Regions from separate parts of the Mus musculus genome. Here regions 2, 3, 4, 5, 6 and 7 are each linked to region 1. The links are chromatin contacts, called in public Hi-C, HiChIP or PLAC-seq and promoter capture Hi-C maps. All regions are on one chromosome and are shown on one strand. Each heading gives the region's core, a stretch centred on a gene start, on an enhancer-like site or on the middle of the called end of the contact. The rest is flanking DNA. Distances are from core to core; before and after follow the strand shown.

Region 1 (2,740 bases), core at 90-2,589:
ACCCTCCAGCGGCGGCGCCTTGCGATGCGTGAGGACACCTCTTTTTACACCAAGGTCCAGAGAGGCTTTGAAGATGCTTCCAGCTTGCAGAAGGCGGAGGCGCCCACGTGTGGCCTGGCTTTCGCAGACTCTCTCGGTGAAGGCTCCGGAGAGGTCCTCCAAAGGCTGTGTCAGCAGGGTGCCTGATGAAGATGAGCCTTCCTTTGGAGTCCCTTGGCCCTGAAGACGGAGTTTCTAGGCCCTAGCAGTCTGCAGTGGAGATAGTTTGAATCTGAAGCAAGAAAAATGACTCTATAAACATCCCCTAAAACTCGACTTCAACCTGAAATCCGACATGCAAATCTCCACCGGGTTAAACAAACAGCGGTGCAAGCTGCAGCTTCGGCGGGGGTGGCGGTGGGGGGGCGGACGCCGCTCGCGCCGGTCTCCGTTTCCAAAGTTGTTACAATGTGAAAATAAGCGGCTTCGTGCAGAGTGTTGTATGGGCTGATGCTTCCCACCCCCACGCCAGCCCCCAGAAAAACCTGGCAGATAATCAGCACGTCCCACTGTTTAGTCATATTTGACAACTGGGTTAACCTGGTATCTAGGCGCTGGCGAAGCCATACAAAGGGTGCCCTCAATTACCACCAGGAGCTTCTGGTGTGATAGGCACTTGTATTACCCCCTGGGTCAGAGGCCAGAGCGACAATTAGGAAGTCACTTAGACCGCTGGAGGGAAATGGCGGGATGCAGCAGGCTCTGGGCTCTCCTAACAAGTCTGTGGGTGTAGACCTGCCTGGAGAGGCCCAGCTGTCCTTTGCGCCCTCTGCTCAATAGGACTCTGAGTATAAAAAGAGTACGGTGGGAGCAGGAATCTGGGAAAACGACCACGACAAGGATAAATCCATCGCAAGAGTGATGGCTACAAGTTCAAGTTCTTCGCAGCAACAACGTGTACACACAAAGTGAACGCAGACCATTTCTGCTTGTGCCCTAGGCCGGGGTGTCCCTCTCCTGCTTCTTTCCCACAAGTGGAGAGTGAAGACTGTCAGCCCTACGTAGCAAGGTGGCCAGGGTGGTGGGAGTGGTGGGGGCCTGCGGCTTGGTCTCAACAGTACTTAAACCTGGCTTGGTACGTGAGTGTGTGTAAATTTTTAATTGCACTGTAATTTCTTCTGTCCCTAGCCCGCCCCCCTCCCACCCACGCCCGCAGACTTGACTGGCACGCGCCAGGAGCCCGGGCTCGGGCCCCTCGGAGCGTCTGATTGGCTGCGGGGCAGCTCCCGTCTGCTCTGCCTGCGCCCTCATTGGGCGAGAGGCGCAGCCAGCGGCACTTCAAAGCGGGTGCTCCTCGCACTTAGGCTGAGTTTTGCCGGCGGGAGCCCAGAGTCCGCTCGGCGCGAGCGCGGGACGCGGGAGCCGCGCGGGACCTGAATCGTGATTCCCAGCAGCCGCCAGGCTTAACACCGCTCCGGGCCTCGCCGCGCAGCCCAAAACCTGCTATGGCCACGTCTATACTTGGGGTAAGTGAAAAAGACTCGCTGCAAAGGCTTTGCTCATTTTTGTTTGTTTTGTTTTTGTGTTGTTGGTGGTGGTTTTTTGTTTTTGTTTTGTTTTCTTATGGCTTCTCTGGGCCAGAATCTCTCAAGAAACTGTTGCTATACCACAGCTCTGGTTTCCTTTTAGCATTTTCTACATTTCTGGAACCGATCTTTTCAAGTTATTGGAACCTGGGACCTTTTGCCTTTGCAAGAAAAGAATGTCTTAAGCAAGTTCCCTTTTAACTGGTTTTTGAGGCAAAGCCGAATGTTTCTTTTCTTCCCTTCTTGATTTTAACATCACTCCCCCACTCCCAACCCCACCCCCCGCCACTTGGTTTGGGGGTTGTTGCATTACATTACAGTGTTTTCTGGAAAGTCTTGTTTTGCAGGCCACGAAGTTACATTAATAAACACTTACATTAGCGTGGCTCCCCAGTTTGCCCTTGACTTTGAAAGCCGCTTATACTTGGATTCTTTTTGTAATCGTGTGCGTTGTGTAAATATCAAAACTACGTTTCTGAACTATAAAAGAAAATAGCCAAGTCGTAGCCACTCATTCGAGGAATGTTCTAAGAGTTTCTTCCAGCACTGGGTGGCTGTTTTGGCCACCACCCCCCGCCCTCACCCGTTATTTCTTGTGTGTGTTTACCTTCGTGCTACACCCGGAAGGGCGACTTGGGAGCTTCTGGGAGATGAGCGGGCTTATGGCGTCAACCCAAGTCTGATTCTAGACAAGGGTGGCAGCGAACGAAGTGGCGAAAACCGAGGCATTTCTGATCTATAGTCTCACTGAGGAACAACTTTCCTACTCGCTCGTGGTCGCCTCTGTCCTGCGCGGGGCGCGGCGCGTCCCCCGCCAGCGTGCGGGGAGGAGGCGCGAGCCGGGGTGCCAGGGCCCTCCGGGATCTGCGCGGGGGGAACGAGGCTGCTCACCGGTGCACTTTGTGTCTTCCCCCACTTCTCCCTGCCCTCCTCCTCCTCCTCCTCGCTCCCTCCTTCACCCCACCCACTCTAGGAAGAGCCACGCTTCGGAACGACCCCGTTGGCCATGCTGGCGGCGACCTGCAACAAGATCGGCAACACGAGCCCCCTGACGACCCTGCCCGAGTCCAGCGCCTTCGCCAAAGGCGGCTTCCACCCCTGGAAGCGCTCCTCGTCCAGCTGCAACCTCGGCTCCAGTCTCTCCGGCTTCGCTGTGGCCACGGGCGGCCGCGGCT
Region 2 (2,740 bases), core at 109-2,608, 850 kb before region 1:
GTGTGTGTGTGTGTGTGTGTGTGTGTGTGTGTAGGGGTGTGTAGAGAGATGACTCAGCAGTTAAGAATACTTGCTGTTTTTTTCAGAGAACCAGGGTTCAATTTCTGACATCTATATGACAGTTCACTCTGTCTGTAACTAAAGTTCCAGGGATGGGGGACTTTTGGGATAGCATTTGAAATGTAAATGAAGAAAATACCTAATTAAAAAAAAAAAGTTCCAGGGCATCTGACACCCTCACAAAGACACACTCAGACAAAACACCAGTGCACATAAAATAAAAATAAATTAATTATCTTTAAAAAAATTTTAAAAAGAAAAAACAATCCACTTGGGAGAGCTGCCTCTAGCACACGATTGGGTCATTTTTAGCCTTCCTTGGGATTATGTATCCCTTTAAAAATAGCCCACAGTGATGTATGTCGCACATGTGAGCAAACACAGGCTTAATACAGACATGTTGGTGCTGGTTTTCAGGATACCAGAGCTCAGGGACCACTCTAGCCTTTTAACCTTTTAGCCATGGTCACCTGACTTCTGAATCAGCACTGACTTATATTGTCTCACACTGACCATATTGTATGAATCAAAAGGCAGGATTTAGATTTGTGAGCAGTGAAAATAGACTTCTGGAGACAGGGATATGAAAATCTAAATCCGTGCCTGTCTTCTGAAACCCTCTGTGGTCACTCTAGTTGACGATTCCTAGACAGCAGGCACAGTTTGGGATCTGGACAGAGGTCTTTGCTTTTAGAAGTTTCTGGGTACCATTGTAAGCTTTGTACTGAGAAGGTCACTTACAGGTTTTGAGAATAACAAACTCCAAAACAGACACATTCGTTACATTAAAATTAAAAGCACTGGAACGCAAGGACACACGACAGCTCTCCCAATCCTGCATGTTAGAATTTGGATTGAAAATGGCTCAAATGGTAAAGAGTGCGTATCTCCGCCCCCAAGTCAGGGCTTTTTCATAAATCTACTGCTCGTCATGGGATAGGAGGACAACTTTACAAGTAGCTACTTTTATATCCTGAGAATCTTGAGTAAAAGTTTAAAGGCAGCAAATGTCTCAGTATTGAAAGGGTCAGATGAGCACTTAGGTAAGCCAGGCCACTGTCTATATTCATTTAGGAACCTAGTCCGACACAGAATATTCTTAATTAATGGGAAATCAATAGCAAAACTAATTATTCATTTTTTTACAAGATAACTATCTTCCAATTCCAAATGCAAAATTTGTAAAGCCCTTTCTAAGCCGTTAACTAATATCCGAACCACCTTAGATACTCAAGCCTAGTGTGTCCTGTGAAAGTGTGTCTCGCTCGGTGTGTCTTACTTCCCGTCATCCCTACGGCCCCTTTTCATACGTAACTCCAATAACAACCCCCCAAAAGGCGATATAACAACCTTATCTCCACTGGTGTCTCCTTGGCACCAGTCTGCCCTGACCTTAGACACCAGCCATTGTTAAGGGTATAACACATTTACATATTTTGCAATAAAACATCAGTTATTTGCATTACTGTGTCAAGTTTTATTTGATTCTTTCACCTAAAAATGACTCATTTTCCTTTCTTGTATTTTAAAAACCAACTACTCTAAGCTTGTTTGAGAATAATCAAAAATTGCCCATTTAGCTAGAAGTCATTTTCTTTTCAAAAGGCAAATGTTATTTAATCTTTCAGCTGCTCATTGTGCCATCATAAATACTTTCTTTTCAGCACAGTTGTGGAGACTGAAATGAGCCCACTAATTGCCTCCCATTTCGACTGACATGTGGTGGTTTAGTGGAAAGAGAACACAGCAGGGAGAAGGAAATAGGAGGCTGAGAAAATGAGAGCTAATTATTTTCACTGCCTCATGTCAGGCTCTGTGTCAGCCTTGTTTTTACAAACTGGAAGGTTTAGCACTAAATAAAACAAACTGGCGTCATGTTTTTATATACTGGCAGTGTCACGGAAGCAGCTGCACATCTCAAAGACAATATAATGCCTGCGTTCGCATGGACACCATCTGACAGACACTGTGAGCCGCGGCTAATGAGGCTATCACAGTGGTGCCAGAGGGAAAGGTGCTGAATTATGTATGATTCTTCATCAGGGCGGCAGTAGTCCTGTACATCATTATGAGACATTGTTTTGCTGAAGAGATTAAAACATTCTTAGTTCCAGACCCTGCAACCTATGCGCGCTGAAAGGAGGTTATTAATGGAATTTTTAGGGAGACTTTCTTGTGGATTTCTTTTGGGTTGGAAAAAACCAATTTCGTGGGACAAAGCCGTGATGGGTCACGACACCGTATAGATAAAGAAGAGAAGCAAATTAACCATACTTGTATTCTCTTCCTTCTAAAGACGGCATAATAAAATACAGCGTGGCGGGGTTATACTTAATGGTAAATAACCCAGGTGCTATCGCAGGACGTGCCACTTGCCTGCCTTTGACACAGCAGGTTCTGGCAGCTGAGCTGGATAATGGTGACACATGTAAAGGAGCCTTCAGAGACCTCCATCAGTAGCATCTCCCTGCTTTGTATACAGCTGTAGCCAATATTATTTTTGTGGGTTTTGTTTTTAATCCGGGATTGCTTCGCAAAAGCCAGTCAGCTGCTATGGCTGCATCTTTCTCTCCCGGCTCTGCTTTTTCAGAAAGTTTATTCTGACCGCTCTAGTTTATATTTTAAAGTACTCCCACAGTTGGTGGTTTTTATATTTCTCCATTTATGGGAAGAGAGGAGC
Region 3 (2,740 bases), core at 131-2,630, 830 kb before region 1:
TTGGGGCTGGTTTACAGCTTCAGAGGTTCAGCCCATTATCATCATGGCAGGAAGTAAGGCAGCATCCAAGCAGGGATGGTGTTGGAGGAGCTGAAAGTTCTACAGCAAGTCAAACAGAAGACTGGCTGTCACATGGCTAGAGGGAGGGTTTCAAAGCCCACCCCCACAGTGACATACTTCCTTCAACAAGGCCATACCTACTCCAACAAGGCCACACCTCCGGATAGTGCCACTCTCTAAGCCAAACACATACAAACCACCATACTGGGCCTTGTTGGTTTTTTCTTTTTAAGATTTATTTATTTTTATTTTATACATATGGATGTTTTGCTGTCACTCAAATACACACAGTCAGACAGACACACACCATACGCACCATACACACACACACATACATGATTAATATAAAAATGGTAAATGTTACATACATAGAAAATTAATTAGCTAAAAAAATTTTACTCTGTGTTTGTATTGCCAAAAATCACTTCTCAATACTTATATAGCTGGTCTAATTGTTTATCTATAAATACAGAATCAAAATATCCTGGGGTCTTCTGAGAGTGGTCAAAATATCCAGTAGTTCAACATACCAAGGTCAAAACATCCTAGAGTAGCTCAAGGCGCTCCGACTCCACTGCAGCTCTTGCAATGCAGAGTCCTGAGATAGTTACAAGCTTTCCAGGACCCATCTCTATAACGAATCCTTCCTCCTTGACAAGTTAGTACAGGTGTGGTATGCTCTGTAGCTCTGGTTCCAGAAGCTGCTATCAGGAGGCATCATGATCTAGTTGTATGAACTTGTCCAGGATGCAGCATGACTTAATTCTGAGATAACAGAGACTGCACTTCAAGAGCCTTTGAACAATTGCTTGCCATTGTTGACTTGGAGAACTACCTTGAAGCCTGTCTGGCCTGAGGAGAAGAGAGAACAAGACAGGGCCTAGCTCTTCCCATCTACCTGCCTTTTCTGCCTTATGAGGTGACTGGAGTGGCCAAATCAACGGAGAGTTTCCAAACATTCATTGCTCATACCAGTGGCTTCTTTCGCAGTCTCTTGCCTATTGCCTAACCAGTGGCCATGTCTGTCCAAGTCAACACAATAAAAACTGGAGACTTCTCTGACCTTACAGTTCATTCACAATTAAAATGAAGACTAGATGCTGATAACTGGTGTTTCTCTTACTACTGGAGAAGTTCCTTCCCTACCAACAGCTGTGTTTCTCTCAGTTCTGGCTGAGAGAAAAAAAGTGAGCAAAACCTTCACGTGGGCTATCCTCTGCCCAAGTTCACATAAACAACAGGATTAACCAGCAGGGCTCTCCCAAAGTAACAAGGGTATCCACTCGGTCTGCAAAGTACACAGCTGTGGTGGTGATGATCATGTGACCAAACTCGTGAACCTTTTCTGTATCGAGCTTCCTCAGGCCATTGAGCCATGCAAATTAGTCATCCTTTTGTCTGCTGAAACTTTGTACACCCCCAACCTGCTTCCACAGTCAACCTTCAGCCCAGAGCTAAAAATGCTGCTCCCAGTAGGGAATTCCACGATCTCCAGCTGCCACTGTCCTGCCCTGTGCACAGAACTACTTGACTGCTCAGTCATGTTTATCTCTAATGGAATTATCCCCAAGTTTGTCTACATTTGCTTGCTTGCTTGCTTGCTTGCTTGGCCAAGCTATTAGCTGCATGGAGCAGGAACTACATTTGGTTATTATATTATATAGTATATATGTTATATATAATATATCATGTCATATTTCTTATATTACAATACATTACATTATATTATTATATCTTGGTCACCAGTATAGCTTTTAAGTGGTACTCAACTTATTTATTAATGAATGGGACAGCTAATTAATCAGACTACCAAGCCTTCAGATCTTCAAATTCTTCTTCAGTTGCACACTCATTGTCATTAATAGGCACCTCCAAACCAAAAAAAATAGATCTAGTGTTAAAATAGTTACCTTTCTGAGATTGTCTGTCTATCTCTTGTGAGCTTGCAATGAGAGTCGGTCCCTGAGCACAACTCCAAGAAGAGACACCAGTTATGTTCTGAAGCCAATTCTGGGTATCCTGAGACCCTTCTAGGGAATGGCCAGCCTGGTTTTCCCAGGATGCCTCTCCTTGCCTTGTAGGAAATTGGATTCATTTTCCATTTTGAGTTTGTACACTTAGCACAGGACTCTGAATGCAGACCTTCCGTTACTGCCTGTCACAGGAATAACAAAGAAGAGATGCAGGGTGAATTGGTGCACAGAGCTGTGCACAAAATGTGCCCCACAGTCACCTCCCCTCCCCCCTCCCCCATCCCCCAGGCCCTAAGCCCTCTCACTAATGGCCTCACCATGTCCATTCAGGCTGAGGATGGGCGCAAGACAATTCAAGATGCGTCAGCTGGCTGTGGCTGTTTATCAAGATGTCCAAACTGGCTCCTTTGCTACGTGTAGGCGATTTAATTTCGAGCCTAATTTTAATCTGCACTACACTGTATGTCTGCATCTGCTGTGTTAAAGCCATCATTAGCATTTAAAGGGAAAACTGATGGTATTGATCACTCTTATTAAAACCAAGCAACGGAACAGCCGAGCGACTGAGCAGGCTCTCCAGCCACTGCAGGCCCAGCCAAAGTTGATGTTCTCAGAACATCAACACAGATGGAATTGTGACATGAAAGCAGGGGTGTAGCTGACATCTGCGATGGGCACACACAGCTCACTACTACCCCACGGCACCC
Region 4 (2,740 bases), core at 83-2,582, 710 kb before region 1:
GGTGGTGAGAACAGCCAGGTTTGTGTCTAGTACCTTTAAATAAAAACAGTGAGAGACAACTTTGGATATTGTCAGAACAAGTCAAAAAAAAAATCGCTGCTGACTTATTTTATGTTGCGGAAAGTTAAATTATACCGTGGGCCCAGAAGTAAACGGGACTGCATTGGGAGACGATGCCAATTCACACAATGAGAAGGTGCAGGAGGGAAAATGGAGGCAAAGGAGATTCGACAGTTTATGTAATTTTTGTTGTTTGTTCAAAACAGCACCAAGGGGCTGGGGGTGGGGGGTGGGAAGAGAAAGAACACAGAGACAAATTCAAAATCCTACGGGGAAATTGAGAATGTCATTTTCCCAGACCAATTACCTGAAGTCATGAAGATTTAATACAATTGATTCGTGCGTACCATTAGTGCCAATAACACACTTAATACAAAGTGTCCCAAAACATTTTGCATTGAGAGCTGACAGCAAGATAAAACTTAGGGGGTGGGAAGCTTTTAAGGTGAGATTTGAAGAGCCTGGGTGATGGATGAATCACTAAGCCCAGAGGGAGGGAGCCAGGGTGGGAGCTGCTGGGCTTGGGCCAGCCAGGGCAGAATTTCCAGCTGTGGAAGTAATGGAGAAAGCAAGCCAAGGAGATTGGGGGCTCCCTGAGCTGGCTGCAATGACAGAGGCACTAAGGGTAAGTGGAAGGAACGGGTAGGAAAATGAAGGTCTCGCTCCTGCAGACATGCTGGGGACTTAGCTGTTTGTCAGAGGAATGAGGAGTGGGGAGAAGACAGAGATTTGGAGCAGCATTCAAGAACAATCATCGTTCGAGCAGTCTCTCTCTCTGTGTGTGTGTTTCTGATTTGCTGTTCTTTTTCAACAAATCATCTGCTCATTTAATGCTCATAAAGAACTTCCTCAAAGAAAGAAAAGTGTTTACGCTTCTACTGCACACTGGGACGGCGCTGGCAGATCCGGCATTATGTAGAATTTTGCTCATGATGTATTTATGGAAAAACATTAGCACTGAAGTAATTAGATACGTAAGTTATGTGAGACTCTCAAAGTCTCTCTGGGGATGACTAAGCTAGCAGCAGCCTGTTTTATACATAGGGAAACTGAGGTCAGGGAGAAAGGAGCACAAATGGGATGCAGGCCTTTAGGAGAGCCCTCATGAACTAAGGGGAATACTTCTTAGATTGGCTGTAACTCGCCACTCAAAATTCCTCAAACCAGTAACAGCCAACCAGAGCCTTCCTCTGAGGTTTTTACAGCTTACCCACCCCCTTCTTTGCAAACAGCTGGCTTACAGTTGTGCCTTGCAAAGCCAATCTGGATTGTTAAAGCGAATAAGGAGGCTAGGTCCAATACTGCACAGTATATCAGGTTTCATACAGGGTAACACAGCGGGCAAGGTCTCGCCTTCAAGGAGACCATAAGCTCTTCTCTTCTAGACCTTTCTGACTAAATAATTTACTGGGCAAATTAAACTACTCTATCAGTTTACTAAGGCTGTTGTATGTAGCAAGGTGACATAACTCAGTGGCTTGTACATTCGACATTTATTGCCTCATTGTTCTGGAGTTACATGGACACTAATAGCCATTGGTAGAGTTGGCTCCTTCTGGGGATCGTGAGAGGAATGTGTGTCTGTGCCTCTCTCTTAGCACCTTACGACTGCTGATACTCTTGGCTGTTTCTTAGTGGATTGGAATACCTCCCTCACCTCTGCCTTCTCACGATCTTCTTGCTATTTGCTAGGCTGTCTCCAACTCCCAACCTCCTTCTTATGAACATATTGGGTTAGGGTCCTTTGTAACAATTGCCTAGTAACTTCTTCTAAAATGCAAAACTCTATACAAGCCTTGTCTTTAAACACAGTCAAAGATTGAGATATAAAGTTCGGGATTTCAGTACAGTATTTTAGAGGAACACAATCCAACCCATAATAGTTACCGGGGGTAGACATTGCTACAAAATGGAAAAGGATGGGCAGTTCAGAGATAAATGGGGTGTGGCCCCGGACCACTTGCACTTAAGTGAGAGAGATGGGCCAGCATGCAAATGAATGCAAGTTTGTTTGCTTGTTTGTTTGTTTTAAAGGGAATTTAGAGCCAAAGTTGGCCATGCTGAATCCAAGGGACTGAACAACCCAGAGCGTGTGTTCTATGGAGAGGCTGCAGGGGTCGGTGATCCAGGTTTTCTTTGAAGGTCTCCCTGCTTGCCAATACTAGAGGGAAATTCTGACATGTTGCAAAAATTGTAGTGGGCTTCTGCGCAGAGGGTGTTTTGGGAGCTCAATGTCTCTCATCAGGTGTGAAGAGTGACAGACAGGTTCTGTGACTAAGCTGAGTTCCAATGCAGAGACTCTGCAGTTTGGAGGTCAGGAAGAAGGGAGAGTGTGTGTGTGTGGGGGAGGGAGTGGCGGGGGGCGGGGGGGGGGGCAGAGGCTGAGTTCCAATGCAGAGACTCTGCAGTTTGGAGGTCAGGAAGAAGGGAGAGTGTGTGTGTGTGGGAGGGAGTGGCGGGGGGGGGGGGGGGCAGAGGTGGACGTGTGTGTAGGAGGCTCGTTTCAGGAGCTTTGGGAATCCACGGGCAACTAGTGCTAAGGGCTGGGAGATGGTCCTTTGAGTGCTCACCGTGTTTCTAAAGCTCGGTGGGAAGAACTGGTCCCAGTTGTTTCTTCATCTCTGCTAGCTGAAGCAATGCCCGTATCCTCTGCTTTGTACCTGTAGAAGGGGACAATAAC
Region 5 (2,740 bases), core at 154-2,653, 690 kb before region 1:
AGAGGAAGGAGAGACCCTGGCATTGGTTGTCTGCTTATAAGGGAGGTATTGCGGCACTCCCTTCTGTAGATAGAATAGCTGGAGCTTAAAGGGATACCATTGTTTGTTTAAGGCCAGACAGTAAGCCAAGATTTAGAACTTAGGGAATCAAAGCCAGTGACTTTCTGACTATTTCCTGTACTCACCATTTATTCTGCGTTAGGTACTGTACTGGCTAGTTTTGTGTCAACTTGACAGAGCTGGAGTTATCACAGAGAAAGGAGCTTCAGTTGAGGAAAACCCTCCATGAGATCCAGCTGTAAGGCATTTTCTCAATTAGTGATCAAGGGGGAAAGGCCCCTTGTGGGTGGGACCATCTCTGGGTTGGTAGTCTTGGGTTCTATATGAGAGCAGGCTGAGCAGCCAGGGGAAGCAAGCCAGTAAAGAACATCCCTCCCTGGCTTCTGCATCAGCTCCTGCTTTCTGACCTGCTTGAGTTCCAGTCCTGATGTCCTTTGGTAATATAAACAGCAGTATGGAAGTGTAAGCCAAATAAACCCTTTTCCTTTGGTGATAAACAGCTGTATGGAAGTGTAAGCCGAATAAACCCTTTCCTCCCCAACTTGCTTCTTGGACATGATGTTTGTTCAGGAATAGAAACCCTGACTAAGACAGGTATGTGGCAGGGGCTGAGCTGGGAGGAGTGCTAACCTGGTAGCATTCAGCATCAAGCACACATCTTATACGTTAGACAAGCTCTACATGAAAAGGGCTATACTATTTTGACCTGGCTTAGCTTTAGAGCCCAAGAATGAACTTTAGAGGCTGGCTATGACCAACTATGGGGGTTCTTCAAGGAGTTTTACTTCTTTCAAATGACTGCCTAATAACTATTACGGTTTGGGTGTAAACTGTCCCCCCATCCGCTTGTGTGCTTGAACACTTGGACCTTAGCTGATGCTGATGCTTTATGGGTGTTGTGGAACTTTTGTGGTAGGAGGCATGGCTGGCAGAGGTGGGCCAGAGGGGTGAGCTTTGGAGGGTAAGGCCAGCCTAACTTTCAACTGAGCTCTCTGCTTCCAGATCTGCCAAGATATAAACAAGCCCTGGCACAGCCTCCATAGACTGAGCCTCTCTAGTTGCCATGGCTTCCCTGCTGTGATAGAGTGCTTCTTCTGAGCTAGAAGTCCCTCCTGCCTTAAGTTGTTTCCATTAGATGTTTTTTAAAAAAGATTTATTTGTTTTATGTTGTGTGCATGTGTGCCTGAGTGTGTATGTGTACACAACATGTGTCTGCAGGAGTCAGAAGAGAGCATAGATCCTCTGGAACTGGAATTACAGGCAGTTATGAGCCTCCTTATTAGGTATTGAGAATGGAACCCAGGTCCTCTGCAAAAGCAGCAGATGCTCTTAGCTGCTGAGCCACCTCTCTTCTTCCTTCTGTCAGATGTTTTGCAAAACGATGAGGAAAGTGACTATGCACATGTCAGTTGGTGTTGTGGCTTTTTGCACACTCTTCTGACAGATGGGGAAATATTGAAGTCAGAAGGGTGTGGAGTAAGAATCAGGGCAAGAGAGCTCATTACTAGAAACTCAACTAAGAAATGTAGATCTAAGATCTACTCATAAATAATGTTCTGATACCATCCATCCATCCATCCATCATCCATTCATCTATTTATTTTTCTCTTTTTAAAGGAATAAAAAGCACCATGATTTTTCCTGAAGCAGACTCACGTGTACCACAAACCCACACTACATATAATCTGGTCAAATAGCCAACTGCCCAACTTTCATTTGACTGATGTGAAAAGTTAAGTTCAAAGATTTCACTGCCTTGTAGAGACTTGAAAATGGAAGGAGTCAATTGGAATAAATGTGGGCTTCATAACCTCAAATTTGTGGGATCTACTTTGGGAGAATTGTTTCCTTTTTTGTCATGCAAGTTAGTAGAGAACAGTCCAAGGTGGTCCTTTGGATTCTAGTGCTTGGGTCTGTTTGAACTTGAATGGCCACCAGGTGGTCCTGGGCAAATTATCAGACTTTGTAACTAGCATGTTTGTCCTAGTGGTAGCAGCTGCCTGATAGAGATGTTCTGAGGGTCAAATGGGATGATGCAGGTCCCCACTTAACTCACAGGCAAAGATTACGATTGCAACGAATAGTTTCCATGTTACTATCTTGCATTTGCAAATAGAGCAGATGGTTCAATAACTTTGAATGAAGCCACTTAAGAAACTAAAGCCCTGCCCCTGCCTGCCGGGTCCATCTGGGGCACTGCCAGCAGAGACAGAGGCCTAGCACAACTGTCATCAGAGGCTTCCTCCAGCAGCTGATGAAGAGGCAGAGCTCAGGGAGTCTTATGGAAGAGTGGAGGAGGGACTGAGGAGCTGGAGGGGTCAAGTACACCACAAAAAGACCTACAGAGCCAACTGACCTGAGCCCATGGGGGCTCACAAAAACTGAACCACCAACCAAAGAGCATACATGGACTGGACCTAGGCCTCCTACACAAATGTAGCAGATGTGCAGCTTGGTCTTCATGTGGGTCCCGAACAATTGGAGCGGGAGCTGTCTTTGATTTGAACTCTGTGGCCCACCTTTGCATCCCTTTCTCCTAGCTGGGCTGCCTTGTCTGGACTCAGTGGGAGAGGATGCACTTAGTCCTGATGAGACTTGATGTGCCAGGGTAGGTAGGTACTGGGGATGGGGGTGGAGGAGTTTCCCTTCTCTGAAGAGAAGGGGGGAGAAACGGGAGAAG
Region 6 (2,740 bases), core at 167-2,666, 670 kb before region 1:
ATGCTCTATTTGCATGTGTGGCTGCATGACAGAAGAGGACATCAGGTTCCTTTGTGGATGGTTGTGAGCCACAACATGGGTACTGCGAATTTAGGAACTCATGACCTTTGGAAAAGCAGTCAGTGGTCTTAACTGCTGAGCCAGTTATTACTCTAGCCCTGGATAGGCCCAATATCTAACCCTGTAATGAACATGTAATTTAAAGACCCTGCACTGAATGCTGATCAGGTTGTTTTCAAATCTAAGTGGGCCATCGGTACTGTTTGTGCAGCCTGGGAAGCCTGTAGCATCAGTATCTACTCCAACTGCATGTGGGCAGGGGATTGCAACTTTGATGAACTAGGCTATGTTTCTGGAAAAAACAAACAAACAAACAAACAAACAAACAGGTGTCCTATTTGACTAAACAGACTTCTATGCCTTGGTATCACTCTTCAGGGTTGGTACCCCCATGGGATACTACATTCATCACCATGTTTTTCTGAAGCAGCCTTTCTGACCTACGGGACTTCCTGAGTTGTATGCTGCTCAGACATCCGGGCATGATCTGCCTTGTTTCCAAAGCTTTTGTGGTGTTATTGGCATGTTAATTATTACAGCAAATGATAAAATGTGCAAAATGGTCTCTCCCCTTAATGACATAAATAAGTGAAGCAATTAATTTTACACAATAAAAACAAGCAATACAATAACTTACAAATTTGGAGTTTCTTCATTATTACATCAAGTTGCAAAATGGAAACATGTAATTTCAAAAGGCTCATAAGTAAAAATGGAAACACAGCTGATGCCACATCCGCTTGTGGGCTGCAAAATAATGTGGGGTTTTGCGCAGTGTGGAACAGTCAACATCTTTTAGACACACCAGGCCAGATACATTCCGAAACTATAAATCTTCGAGCCATCCCGACGATCTAAGCCATTTATGTGCTGTAATGAAAAACAAAACAGCTTTGTGTTGCTCTCTCATGTGAGTTTGGCATTCTCGGAGTTGCCTTGCTTAGGACACTCAGCTCCACTTATCTGTAGTTGCAGAAGCCGCAAGCCTGTGATTGATCTTGTAACTCCAATATCTCAAGAGATAAGCAGGGAAGCAAATTCCCCGGAGAGGGCTGACAACAGTTTTTAAAATGAAATGTGTATACACCAAGCCTGACAAACTCTATTGCCCACCATCTTTGAAACCGTCAGTTTCCGGGGTGACATTTGATTCCATGTGTTTGTTTTGGTGAGTGAGAAAGTAACACATATTTTCTTTGACATCTTGCACAATTTCGCAAGTATTCAGGGCACATTCCCTGCTTTGCATGGAAAATGTATTTGCGCAGTTGTCAGAATGATGGACAGGGGAGCGAATGGTAGGACAGAGCGTTGATCTTTGCTTGTTATTACATACAATAGCCTGGTAGGAATCGTGATGTGTTGGTGAGACAAACTGTGTCCCATTCTGGAACATATTAAGTTTGTCTCCAGGACACACATGACTTCGCTAGGGTGACGAACCTCATTCATAATAGATGCTAATCTTTTCAGGGCTGACTGATGACAGCACTTCCTGCCCTTCATGGAATTAGAGCGGGGTTTTATCAAAGGACTCAAACTGCCTGCTAATTAGACTAATTCCCTTCATCATGAATTATTTATTTCCATTGGTAACCGATCACTGTGACATTAATGGGTTCTGCTCAGCTTAGTTTCATACCAATACACGCTAGGAGTTAAATGTTTAAAAATTCCTGATACTTCAGCCCAGGTCAAGTGTATCTCTAATATTTGACAGGTTTGATGGAGCTTCGATGATTATGTTTTAGGAGCAAATAAAATGGGATGGAGTTTGAGATTTTGTTTAGACAGGAAAACAAATCCATCTCTTCCTTTGCTCAGGTGTCTCCTTGCTTGGCTGGAACATGCCATACTATGTTGGGCTGTATACTCTGGGCTGCAGAGAAATTTGCCAAGGCCACACTAGTGCATAAAGTAGGCATGAGTTAGCCAGATAGAAGTGATATTTCACTCTTTATTAATATCCTTTGATGCAAAATTAAGAGTGTTGTTAATCTTGTTAACTCATTTATAAGTGCACTATTTTTTTCTTTCTATTGATACAGGCATTTAATGTGTGCCCTGACTGGTCTTGAACTCCGTAGACTAGGCTAGCCTCATATTCACAGAGATCTGTTTAACTCTGCTTCTCAAGTACTGAGATTAAAGGTGTATGTCACTATGCTTGGCTTTATAAGAAAACAGTTTAAAAAAATATAATCTTTTATTAAAGAGCTGAATGGTTCACCTGTTAACATCTAAGTTATATATCTATCAGTATTTCTCAGTGTGATACCCAGCCCATAGAGGCACTGCTGCTAAGAACAGAGAGCTTCCTGGGCCTCGAGTGACCTGTTAAAACAGCAGTTTTCAACCTGTCGGTCACGACCCCTCTGGGGTCGCATATCAGATATCCTGAATATTAGATATGCACATTACAGTTCATAACAGTAGCAAGATTACAGTTGTGAAATAAGAAGAAAATAACTTTATGGTTGGGGGTCACCACAACACAAGGAACTGTATTAAAGGGTCATAGCATTAGGAAGACTGAGAGCCAGTGTGTTAGAATCTGAGAACGGGGTCTCAGCATTCCATTATCAGCCCATAGCTTAACATGGTGGGATATGCCTGTAATCACAGCACTTAGGAGACTGATACAGGAGGATATGGAGTTTGAGGCTAGCCTGAGCTATGT
Region 7 (2,740 bases), core at 117-2,616, 600 kb before region 1:
ACTCTGGCCCGCCAGCCATACAGTATATTTCAATGTCATGTTCTTACTTTTTTTTTCAGTCTTTTAATTTATGGTAATCTAATGTGTGCCTTGGGTTCTCTATTAATTTGGTCTGGTTAAACCCTTTTTAAAAGTTTTAAGCCCTTCTCAAATATTGGCTGAATCTACCAGCTAGGGCGACTGGTGGGTGGAGGAGAGACAAGCGAGGACTGCTTCAGAAAAGTGGGCCTTTATTCCTTTTGTCATATTTTGATTTCTTTAAAATTGCTCACTTGCATTTAAGTCCCTAAGAGCCATGAAAATTATGTTGAACGGTAGCAGGGACTTGTGAAAAGGCCCCACAGAAGCGTCTGAAATCTACGGGCCCTTGAACCTTTTTGCATCCTGCAACATCTGACATGCTTTGTGAGAGGCGGCCACCTGCAGGAGTTCGAAAATAGATGCTTCCAGCCAACAGAGAACGCTCAGAAGTGATGTGTTAATATCATTCTCGTAACTACTTGACCTCTGACCTAAGTAGCAGTAGCAAGCTGACCCAAGCCACAGTAAAAGAATTGGAGCTGTCATTCATATATTTGGGACCATGACTGAGAAGGGAGAGGGGAGGGAAGGGGAGACAGGGGAGACAACTACAAATAATTCCCTCCCCCCCCCCCCCCCCAGTGGTATGAGTTTGGCAGATTGTCTACCCAGCTGAAGTTCATTGAGTAATTAGCTAATCTCCGGGTTCATTTTTCCTGTGTGTGTCAGCTTAGACTCTGACTCACTCTCTCTCTCTGCCTGTCTCTCTCCCTCCCTCCCTCCCTCTCTCCCTCCTCCTCCTCCTCCTCCTCCTCCTCCTCCTCCTCCTCCTCCTCCTCCTCCTCCTCCTCCTCCTCCTCCTCCTCCTCTTCTCAGTTTAGATTTTCAACAGTTGACTTACTGTTTGGGTGTGGTAGAAAGTCAGTAATAGATCAGGAGGAAGGAAAGTGTGTATCACAGTGATTTTGTTTATGGAGAGTTTTCAAAGCATGGAATAAAATATATATTTTTTTAATGCTTAGAAGCCCCGGGGAGAAGAAAAAAAAAGCCAACATAATATAATGGAAACTTCATCAGAGCTAAAAAATTATAGCTCTACAATTCAAGATAAATCAGTAACTTCTACTGATCAAACCAGGGCTCCCTGCTAGGGTCACATCCCAGCTGCCTGCCTCACAGCCATAGACAAGACTTTATTCTCTCTCTCTCTCTCTCTCTCTCTCTCTCTCTCTCTCTTTCTCTCTCTCTCTCTCCTTTTTTTTCCAAACTGTCAACACTGCAAAGCCAATCCAGCTGTGGGGAAGGCAGCTGTGTGATATTCTGCCTCCCACTTAGTCAGCCAAATTGTCTGCTCACCGCCCCCGCCCCCATTCTCCTCCCCCAGTTGTTGCGGCTGCAGGGATAGAAGCACACCATGGCTGGAGACAGTTTCTGCCAGTTAACCCTGTGTTTCTCTGGCTCTCTCTCTTCTAGGCTCCCCTTATCATGCTTCCTCGCCCTGTACCTCCCCGGAGTCTTCTTTTTTTTTCCCCTTTTTATAGAAAGATCGTGTGCACGAGATAATTCTGATTGCTGGTAATTTCTTTAAAATCTAGTCATAAGCACAATTCCACAGTTCACGGCAGCCTTCTCTTCCCATACCTCTCCTCCTCCTTTTCATTCTTTGTTGATGGCTACATAGTATCACTACCTGGACTGACCCTGCCTTCATTTAACCATTTTTGGACTTAGCCGTAAGCAATGGTACAATGAATCTCTCTGCACACATCCCTACCTTCCTTTTTGACTATTTTCATCAGGAAGACTGTGAGTGGCATTGCTGACGAAAAGGCCATCTACTTTCTTAGGCATCTCATGAGTTGTTCCAGATAGCTTTCCTTTTAAGATCTATGAGCGTATGGTAGTCTAAGCCATTTTTAGTGGCTGAGCCACATGAGAGAGAAATGTGTTTCCTTTTCCCTCAGAGATAATGTGGAAACCATTGTACATCCCCAAGTCCTGTGTCCCAGCTGTGTCTGCTACAGTTTTGGAGACACGGTGTCCCTGTCTAAGGACTCTAAGGACGGCTGGGATTCAGTCTCAGGACTCAGGACACTAGCAGATTCTCCAGGGATGCTCCACGCCAAAGAGCAGACTAAGTGCCCCTGGAGATGGTGAGTACCCAGCAGGAGGGGAGGGTTAGCACTCAGGGGAGGGGTTTATCCTCTGTGACAATGGCTGGGAGTAGGGGGATCATTCCAGCTTCCATCAAGCTTCCCCCTAAAGAGCCTGGGGAGAGAGAGGAGGTTAGAGAAGACAGATATTGAGGAAGGATTTGAGAAGGGTGGATTAAAGGGAACAGAATCCTAAGCAGGGCTCCAAAGGCGTTGAACCAAGCTGGCTGGCTGGGTACCTGATTGTTTGAGTTTTTGGTTTCCATACATTTAAATATCTCCAATTATACTGATACTTATTGACAGTTCTTATTTTAGGCATAGGAATTTGTACATGTGCAAATGTGTTTATAACACAGGCCATATCCTAAATATCATCTGTGCAAACTGTATGATTTCATTAGATAAGAAAAGCATGACTTCCTTCCTGGAGAACCTTGAGACAATGTAGACAATCATAAAATTATCTTTAATCCTTGTCACCTAATGTAGCCACACTTCCTATGCTATCAACTTGCTGTGTATACTTCCATAGAGTCTGCCTTATATTTACATCCATGCATAGG

What was found. Promoter capture Hi-C pulls out the DNA fragments that hold promoters and counts their contacts. A called contact is a pair of places that touch in the nucleus more often than the background predicts. HiChIP or PLAC-seq counts read pairs in DNA pulled down with a chosen protein or histone mark.
Region 2: a contact with region 1 is called in an H3K4me3 HiChIP or PLAC-seq map of forebrain, with 10 times the contacts expected there. The contact joins the enhancer-like site here to the promoter of Sp9 in region 1. A contact is called at or near these places in 8 of 39 promoter capture datasets (the 3T3-L1 cell line, embryonic stem cells, frontonasal cranial neural crest and 4 more), 1 of 15 datasets of contacts at CTCF or cohesin (large pre-B cells), 5 of 484 Hi-C or Micro-C datasets (adipose-derived mesenchymal stem cells, cortical neurons, embryonic fibroblasts and 2 more), 11 of 115 datasets of contacts at active chromatin or transcription factors (VIP interneurons, astrocytes, craniofacial prominence and 8 more) and 2 of 9 other capture datasets (embryonic stem cells and embryonic trunk).
Region 3: a contact with region 1 is called in an H3K27ac HiChIP or PLAC-seq map of embryonic stem cells, with 15 times the contacts expected there. The contact joins the enhancer-like site here to the promoter of Sp9 in region 1. A contact is called at or near these places in 5 of 39 promoter capture datasets (the 3T3-L1 cell line, embryonic stem cells, hippocampal neurons and 2 more), 1 of 15 datasets of contacts at CTCF or cohesin (embryonic stem cells), 11 of 115 datasets of contacts at active chromatin or transcription factors (craniofacial prominence, embryonic basal ganglia, embryonic forebrain and 7 more) and 1 of 9 other capture datasets (adipose tissue).
Region 4: a contact with region 1 is called in an H3K4me3 HiChIP or PLAC-seq map of craniofacial prominence, with 5 times the contacts expected there. The contact joins the enhancer-like site here to the promoter of Sp9 in region 1. A contact is called at or near these places in 8 of 39 promoter capture datasets (the 3T3-L1 cell line, the C10 cell line, the HPC-7 cell line and 4 more), 1 of 15 datasets of contacts at CTCF or cohesin (embryonic stem cells), 12 of 115 datasets of contacts at active chromatin or transcription factors (T-cell acute lymphoblastic leukemia, craniofacial prominence, embryonic basal ganglia and 8 more) and 1 of 9 other capture datasets (embryonic trunk).
Region 5: a contact with region 1 is called in a promoter capture Hi-C map of hematopoietic stem and progenitor cells, with 7 times the contacts expected there. The contact joins the enhancer-like site here to the promoter of Sp9 in region 1. A contact is called at or near these places in 12 of 39 promoter capture datasets (the 3T3-L1 cell line, the C10 cell line, HPC-7-derived erythroid cells and 8 more), 1 of 15 datasets of contacts at CTCF or cohesin (embryonic stem cells), 15 of 115 datasets of contacts at active chromatin or transcription factors (bone marrow-derived macrophages, craniofacial prominence, embryonic basal ganglia and 10 more) and 1 of 9 other capture datasets (macrophages).
Region 6: a contact with region 1 is called in an H3K4me3 HiChIP or PLAC-seq map of embryonic basal ganglia, with 7 times the contacts expected there. The contact joins the enhancer-like site here to the promoter of Sp9 in region 1. A contact is called at or near these places in 14 of 39 promoter capture datasets (the 3T3-L1 cell line, 3T3-L1-derived adipocytes, the C10 cell line and 9 more), 1 of 484 Hi-C or Micro-C datasets (cortical neurons), 14 of 115 datasets of contacts at active chromatin or transcription factors (bone marrow-derived macrophages, embryonic basal ganglia, embryonic forebrain and 9 more) and 3 of 9 other capture datasets (embryonic stem cells, embryonic tail and macrophages).
Region 7: a Hi-C map of muscle stem cells shows a contact between it and region 1, with 3 times the contacts expected there. The contact joins the enhancer-like site here to the promoter of Sp9 in region 1. A contact is called at or near these places in 13 of 39 promoter capture datasets (the 3T3-L1 cell line, 3T3-L1-derived adipocytes, the C10 cell line and 10 more), 1 of 15 datasets of contacts at CTCF or cohesin (large pre-B cells), 4 of 484 Hi-C or Micro-C datasets (bone marrow-derived macrophages, embryonic fibroblasts, embryonic stem cells and 1 more), 14 of 115 datasets of contacts at active chromatin or transcription factors (bone marrow-derived macrophages, craniofacial prominence, embryonic basal ganglia and 8 more) and 2 of 9 other capture datasets (embryonic stem cells and macrophages).

What each region holds. Positions count from the first base shown.
Region 1 is chr2:73,270,587-73,273,326 of GRCm38.p6, forward strand. It overlaps Sp9 (trans-acting transcription factor 9), which reads left to right and starts at 1,340. Exons shown (of 2, transcript NM_001005343.2): 1 at 1,340-1,505; 2 at 2,539-2,740. The coding sequence starts at 1,485.
Region 2 is chr2:72,425,058-72,427,797 of GRCm38.p6, forward strand. The region is part of intron 16 of Map3k20 (mitogen-activated protein kinase kinase kinase 20); the gene reads left to right. Among named protein-coding and RNA genes, the nearest start is that of Gm39847, 38 kb to the right of the region's middle. Within about 2 kb of position 1,359, at least 45 of the 459 cell types and tissues checked have an H3K27ac peak or open chromatin away from gene starts, as enhancers often do. A contact at or near this core is called in VIP interneurons, cortical neurons, embryonic basal ganglia and 2 more, where this site is marked.
Region 3 is chr2:72,445,416-72,448,155 of GRCm38.p6, forward strand. No RefSeq gene overlaps it. Among named protein-coding and RNA genes, the nearest start is that of Gm39847, 18 kb to the right of the region's middle. Within about 2 kb of position 1,381, at least 28 of the 459 cell types and tissues checked have an H3K27ac peak or open chromatin away from gene starts, as enhancers often do. A contact at or near this core is called in embryonic stem cells, where this site is marked.
Region 4 is chr2:72,556,744-72,559,483 of GRCm38.p6, forward strand. No RefSeq gene overlaps it. Among named protein-coding and RNA genes, the nearest start is that of Gm30069, 57 kb to the right of the region's middle. Within about 2 kb of position 1,333, at least 21 of the 459 cell types and tissues checked have an H3K27ac peak or open chromatin away from gene starts, as enhancers often do. A contact at or near this core is called in craniofacial prominence, where this site is marked.
Region 5 is chr2:72,577,053-72,579,792 of GRCm38.p6, forward strand. No RefSeq gene overlaps it. Among named protein-coding and RNA genes, the nearest start is that of Gm30069, 37 kb to the right of the region's middle. Within about 2 kb of position 1,404, at least 12 of the 459 cell types and tissues checked have an H3K27ac peak or open chromatin away from gene starts, as enhancers often do. A contact at or near this core is called in hematopoietic stem and progenitor cells, where this site is marked.
Region 6 is chr2:72,596,630-72,599,369 of GRCm38.p6, forward strand. No RefSeq gene overlaps it. Among named protein-coding and RNA genes, the nearest start is that of Gm30069, 17 kb to the right of the region's middle. Within about 2 kb of position 1,417, at least 18 of the 459 cell types and tissues checked have an H3K27ac peak or open chromatin away from gene starts, as enhancers often do. A contact at or near this core is called in embryonic basal ganglia, where this site is marked.
Region 7 is chr2:72,673,110-72,675,849 of GRCm38.p6, forward strand. No RefSeq gene overlaps it. Among named protein-coding and RNA genes, the nearest start is that of 8430437L04Rik, 29 kb to the right of the region's middle. Within about 2 kb of position 1,367, at least 46 of the 459 cell types and tissues checked have an H3K27ac peak or open chromatin away from gene starts, as enhancers often do. A contact at or near this core is called in forebrain and muscle stem cells, where this site is marked.